Regions from separate parts of the Mus musculus genome. Here region 1 is linked to region 2. A link is a contact called in public HiChIP or PLAC-seq data. All regions are on one chromosome and are shown on one strand. Each heading gives the region's core, a stretch centred on a gene start, on an enhancer-like site or on the middle of the called end of the contact. The rest is flanking DNA. Distances are from core to core; before and after follow the strand shown. Region 1 has its middle 68 kb from the start of 4930511E03Rik. Region 2 overlaps Lrig1 (leucine-rich repeats and immunoglobulin-like domains 1).

Region 1 (2,700 bases), core at 61-2,560, 240 kb after region 2:
CATATTCTCACTTCTATCTTTTGCCATGTATTATCTTGTCCCTCAGCCGGGAATATGCTCTGCCAGGGAGATCGTTCATGTCTGGCTTGTTTTGTATATACCACACCAGGCTCAGTAGAGATGAGGATACCAGAATGGGAAAACAATAAATTTAAATAGGGAAGGAACAGGATCTAGAGGTGACACAAGTATGTTGATCCTTGCAGAACAGTCACTAGTTTGCAAAATAGCACTGCTTCAGGCCCATGCAGGAACAAAGCTCAAAGCATCTTTCCAGCTCTGAGGAGGTGGGACTGAGAAATGATACTACCATCCTGCCATGCTGCCCACAGCCCTGAGGAGGTGGGACTGAGAAATGATACTACCATCCTGCCATGCTGCCCACAGCCATCACAATTTGGCACACGCTTGAGACTAGAACTATAAACAGTTCTTAAACCAAGTCATAAAAGGACTGTAATCCAAATTCTCTTCTCCTTTAAACAGAGTTACTGTGTTTTGACATTAGGCCAGATCATGGTGTCACATGAGGCTAGCAACTTAACTCTGGGTATCACGTCCAAGGATGTTAGGGAATGTTCTAGAAAGCAGAGTGAATTTTACAATTGTCCACACTCAAGGTTTTGCAATTGTATCCAAACATATAGCACTACATAGATGATGTTCAAGTAATGTGAATCCTTGGTGTGGAGGCAGGAGGCTGGGGCTCTTAGAGGAGCTGTTCTGTGTTCATGGGAGAAGATTCCTGCCATCCCTAGATTTTCAGATCATCTAATATTCTGTAGGAGAGAGACAATCCACTGTGTGTATCAACTGATAAGTGGGGTTGGGGTGGGGTGAAGTAGGGGGAAGGGTGGTTGGGGAGATGGGGGGTGCAGCAGGGTGATTCTGCTGTGTGAGCTAGGTTTATCGCTAGAGTGTGGCTTCAGTTTTGAGGAGTGAGTAGGTTTAGGATGTTGGAACGACTAACAAATTGCTACAAAACATGATCGGCCTGGGTGCAGCAGTGAGATACCCATATTGTGGTAGTCAGAGATAATAGAGACAAGACTTTCTAGAAGTGAAGAAAGGGAAGGGAACGGGGGATTCAAAGCCTGTGAGTCTGTGGCACACTTGCTAGGCCTTCCAGCAAGCTCCTAACTCAGTGGCTCCTGTGAGAAATACCTGATCACCAGGCTGAGGAGCACAATTTCCACGCTTGCCAGGCAACGGCACCACAGAAATTGCTAGTTGAAAGGACTGGAAGCCAGTCCCACAGGCAGTGTGAGCGAACTCGAGCCAGAGAGCTAGGTTCTGCTATCCAGCACTGCTACATGCTCCCTGACCTGTTTTCCCGAATCATAAGGGGCAATGGTGCTCACAGATAGGATTATAGGCAGAGCAACCCGGAAGCACTTCCTTCTATGCACAGCACATGCATGGTGTCACAGTGTGTATCTTTGAGATTAGAGAACTGATCAGTTAGGGGTGACTGGTTCTCAGTGAGCACCACACCAAAGCATTCCTAAGGAAAATGGAGAAAAGAGGAGGAGGAGGGGGAAGACGAGGGGGAGGAGGAAGAGGGGGAGGGGGAGGGGAGGGGAAGGAGGGGGAGGGGGAGGGGGAGACAGACTCACAATTCACAAGTAAAGCCCAAAACCTACCTGGAGAAGCAAACACACACACACAAACGCATGTGGAATGATTTAATATTTCCACAGTCACACGCCAAGACCCGTAGCAAATAGGTTCTATAGCACACACCGGCCATTTGGAGAAAACCAAATGTTTAAAATGATGTCACTGGAGACAGGAAACCAAACGAGTCCCTAGACAAAGTTAGGGCCATATAACACTATTTTTTTCATGTTTCATCCTCCAGCAGGAGAGTGACAAGAGCTGCTGTCATGTGGAAAGTATTTTCTAGGAACACCTGGCAGAACTAATTTAGGAACAGAACTTTTTCACACAGATTTAACACAATGAAATATAAGGTGTGTCTGAGACACAAGCCTCTGAGGTTAGATTAGGGGAGAAGATAAAGTTTCTTGGTTCCCATCATTTTAATTACAGCTTGAATGGGCCTTTGGGGGCACATGTGAAGATCTCTCTCTCTCTCTCTCTCTCTCTCTCTCTCTCTCTCTCTCTCTCTCTCTCATGCTTAGAAGGCTCATTTGATATTTTTCTCATGAAGACAACTTTGAAAAAGAAGTTACCAGAAAAGCTTGTTAAAAAAAATCCATCCTTAGATTTGCCTTGCATTGTCTTGGTCGCACAGATCTACCTGCCAGCAACAAGGAGGGAGACTCTTGGCTGTTGTAGATGATAGAAGGTGAGTCAGCCAGGAGTGAGCCCTGTAGACTTGCTTGTCCTGGGGGCTGAGTCTAAACCTGCAGATGTGTCCAGTTTTCCTTCCTTGGGGGCGAGCACGGGAAGTTACATTGGTTCTCTGTGTGACTTCACGGGGCCTGCAGAATTGTTGATATTTATGGGAGAGCTTTTCTGATGAGCGGTTCACAGTTATTGTTTGGTTTATTAAAAGGAGCGATTTCTGTTATGTTGTCCTCTTCTTTTTGTGCTTAGCTTCTTGTCTTGATGACCTTTGTTTTCTTGACTATTGCCTATGGCTTTGCCTGGGTATCTCACAGACACTGCAAACCGAGTTAAGTTCATTATCTCTTAGAGTCTGGGGAAATATGAAGAGGGCTGGTTCTTAGATCT
Region 2 (2,700 bases), core at 170-2,669:
AAAACTAGGGATAAAGTAGAGTTGCCTAAGCTGTGTGTGCCACCGTATGTGTGATCGTATAACTGAATGGATGCATGGAGGAGGGGAAAACTCGGTAGTAGGTTTCTGAATGTACACTGACAAAATAGTAATTCAAAATTGAAGGTGTCACTAGTGCTCCCAATTGCACATACCCATGGTGGATCACGTGGACTTACTGCAGCCCAGGGTCTGAATACCAATGGCTGTGCTGTGTGTGTCCGCACGCTACAGAAAGACATCTCAGCTTACATTTGAAACGACTGTCAGTTACAAACGCCAGTGCTTTTACTGTACGATTTGTATATACACCAAAGAAATGTTTCAAAGTAATTGATGGCCTGTTGTCAGTAGGTTTATTTTGTATACCTATTTTATACACCCATATGCCTACCATTGTGCAAGCTCTCTGTTCTTATAGAAAGGTAATTGTTTAACTCTAAAAAGCAAAGACTTCTAAACTTTCCGGTCATTGCTGAACATGGATCATACTAGTTCATCTCTGAAATATATTCAAATATTACATTTTAAAAATTGCTGTTTCAGTTGATGATCTCAGTTTCACACACACACACACACACACACACACACACACACACACACACATTGTTCAAAGAATTCTCTTTTAAATTAGGATAGAATTTCCAACAGTTTGTACATGGCCCTAACCATACTTTTATCATTTTGTACAACACATACAAAATAGCATTCTTAGCACTAACAATTATAAATTTTTAAAAAGATTTACTTTGAGTGTGTGTGTGTGTGTGTGTGTGTGTGTAATGCAAACCTGTGCACATGTGAAGGCTTGAAGAGGGTATTATTAGATCTCTCAGCGCTAGAGCTAAGGGCATTTCAGAATGCCTAGCATTACGTGGGTGCCAGAATCTAATCCTAACCCTAGCCCTGAGGATTGCAAGTTTGATGGCAAGTTCTAGAGAGTTCTAGGTACCCTAGGCTATATGATGAGTCCCTGTTTCAAAAGGAAGGAAAGGAGGGTGGGCAGGCACCAAAAAGTAAAATATAAAAGTGGTTGCAAAATCAGGGGCTTTTAATAAATAAATAAATAAATAAATAAATAAATAAATAAATAAAAATAAAGATTGCTTGGCAGTGGACATGGAGTTTTAGTATTGCAGGTCAGGAAGCCCCTTGAGGAAGGCTGCACAACAACAAACTCAAAAACCTACTGAACTTCCTGCTTCATTTTCATGTCTATTTTAACTTCAGTTAAAAAAAAAAAATTAAAAGTCAAAAGGAACGGAGTCCTTGGTTCCTGCCACACCTCTCCTGAAATCAACTCCACCCTAACTGTAGCCCACCTGTCACCTCAGGCCTCTAGGCACAGTGTCTGTGCCAGACCTGCCTAAGCTCCTAATCTTCAACTTCAGATGCTCTGTCCCATATCTGTCCTCGCTGGGGAAGCCACCAGCCTTTGTACCTCCAGCTTCTACTGCCTGGGACACTCCACAGAGCCGTGCGTCTCATCCCCTACTCCCTGCTAGTGAGGTTTTCCTGGCTACCCTTTCTGAAATCACACACCCACATACACCACCACCACCACCACCTCCCCCCCCCCACCCCGTCACCTGCCCTGTCTATACTCCAACTGCTGTCTGCTATCCTGGGTGCATATTTATCTAGTTCACCATCTTCTTTCCCACCATGGCATGCTGCCACGAAGAAAGACGTGTCTCTACTTCCGACTGTGCCTCCAGGCACTAGAAGGGTACAAGCTGCAATACAGGTCACCAAGAGGGAATGCAGCTCGATGCAAAAGAGCTACGGGTGAGCACACAAATGGGATTCACCAGCATTCTTGCAAAAGAAATCGTTCGAGCAAAGAACTTCAGGCAGAATCAACAGGAAGAAGTTTGCTACGGCACAGGTCTTCTGACAGCCCTGCCCAGATGCAAACACCTATGTCATGTCCAAGGCAGCCCAGCTGCTGAGAATATAACCACATTCTCTCTGGGGCTTCATCTTTGCCATCAACTACACCCCGGGCCCCAAGTAACTCTTCCCGAACACTCAGCCAAGCTCAGAGCCTCTCTGTGTTCTCCTTGAAAGACAATCAACGTGAACATGCACAAGATCTGTCTGAGCCCTACTGGAGATGTGCTGTGTCTGCTGTCACTCAAGCTCACAGCCCAGTGGTGCCACTCACAGGTGTGAATCTTAAAGAGTCGCATTTGTAAAGTGGAGTATGAAGTTCCTATAACCCACAGGCTGATATGACCTAACATGTTCTAGCAGTTGCTCAATAAAATGAGTACTTGTTTTATTAGTCACATTGCATCCTCAGAAGCAATCTGTGAATCTAGCTCATAGGAAGTGCTTTGAAATAAAAAGTGAGAACAATGACTGACTGACTGGCTCCCTCCTGTTCCATTGCACATTCAATGCAAATAGGCAAGCCTGGCTCTTCTCTCAGGAACAAAGGACTGAGTCAGAGCTCTCAGCTTCTTCACTTAGGAACCAGGCCTGCTTCAGCGGTAAGAATACCATTTCCAGCCACTGGAACAACCAAGCTGTCTCAGGGAGCCAGACTCCAAAGCAAATCCAAGACTGACCTCTAACCAGCTGGGGTAGATCCACTTCTTGTTCCTACAGCAAGCATGCATCTTTGACCCATGAGTGCTAAGCACCCCCAACACCGTTTCTTCTTGGTCGCTCGCTGGC

What was found. HiChIP or PLAC-seq counts read pairs in DNA pulled down with a chosen protein or histone mark.
Region 1: a contact with region 2 is called in an H3K27ac HiChIP or PLAC-seq map of T-cell acute lymphoblastic leukemia, with 4 times the contacts expected there. The contact joins two enhancer-like sites. A contact is called at or near these places in 5 of 484 Hi-C or Micro-C datasets (the G1E-ER4 cell line, adipose-derived mesenchymal stem cells, embryonic stem cells and 2 more), 7 of 115 datasets of contacts at active chromatin or transcription factors (T-cell acute lymphoblastic leukemia, astrocytes, double positive thymocytes and 2 more) and 1 of 9 other capture datasets (embryonic stem cells).

The regions. Positions count from the first base shown.
Region 1 is chr6:94,874,286-94,876,985 of GRCm38.p6, forward strand. No RefSeq gene overlaps it. Among named protein-coding and RNA genes, the nearest start is that of 4930511E03Rik, 68 kb to the right of the region's middle. Within about 2 kb of position 1,311, at least 3 of the 459 cell types and tissues checked have an H3K27ac peak or open chromatin away from gene starts, as enhancers often do. A contact at or near this core is called in T-cell acute lymphoblastic leukemia, where this site is marked.
Region 2 is chr6:94,633,127-94,635,826 of GRCm38.p6, forward strand. All of the region lies in intron 3 of Lrig1 (leucine-rich repeats and immunoglobulin-like domains 1), which reads right to left. Among named protein-coding and RNA genes, the nearest start is that of Mir7041, 28 kb to the left of the region's middle. Within about 2 kb of position 1,420, at least 63 of the 459 cell types and tissues checked have an H3K27ac peak or open chromatin away from gene starts, as enhancers often do. A contact at or near this core is called in T-cell acute lymphoblastic leukemia, where this site is marked.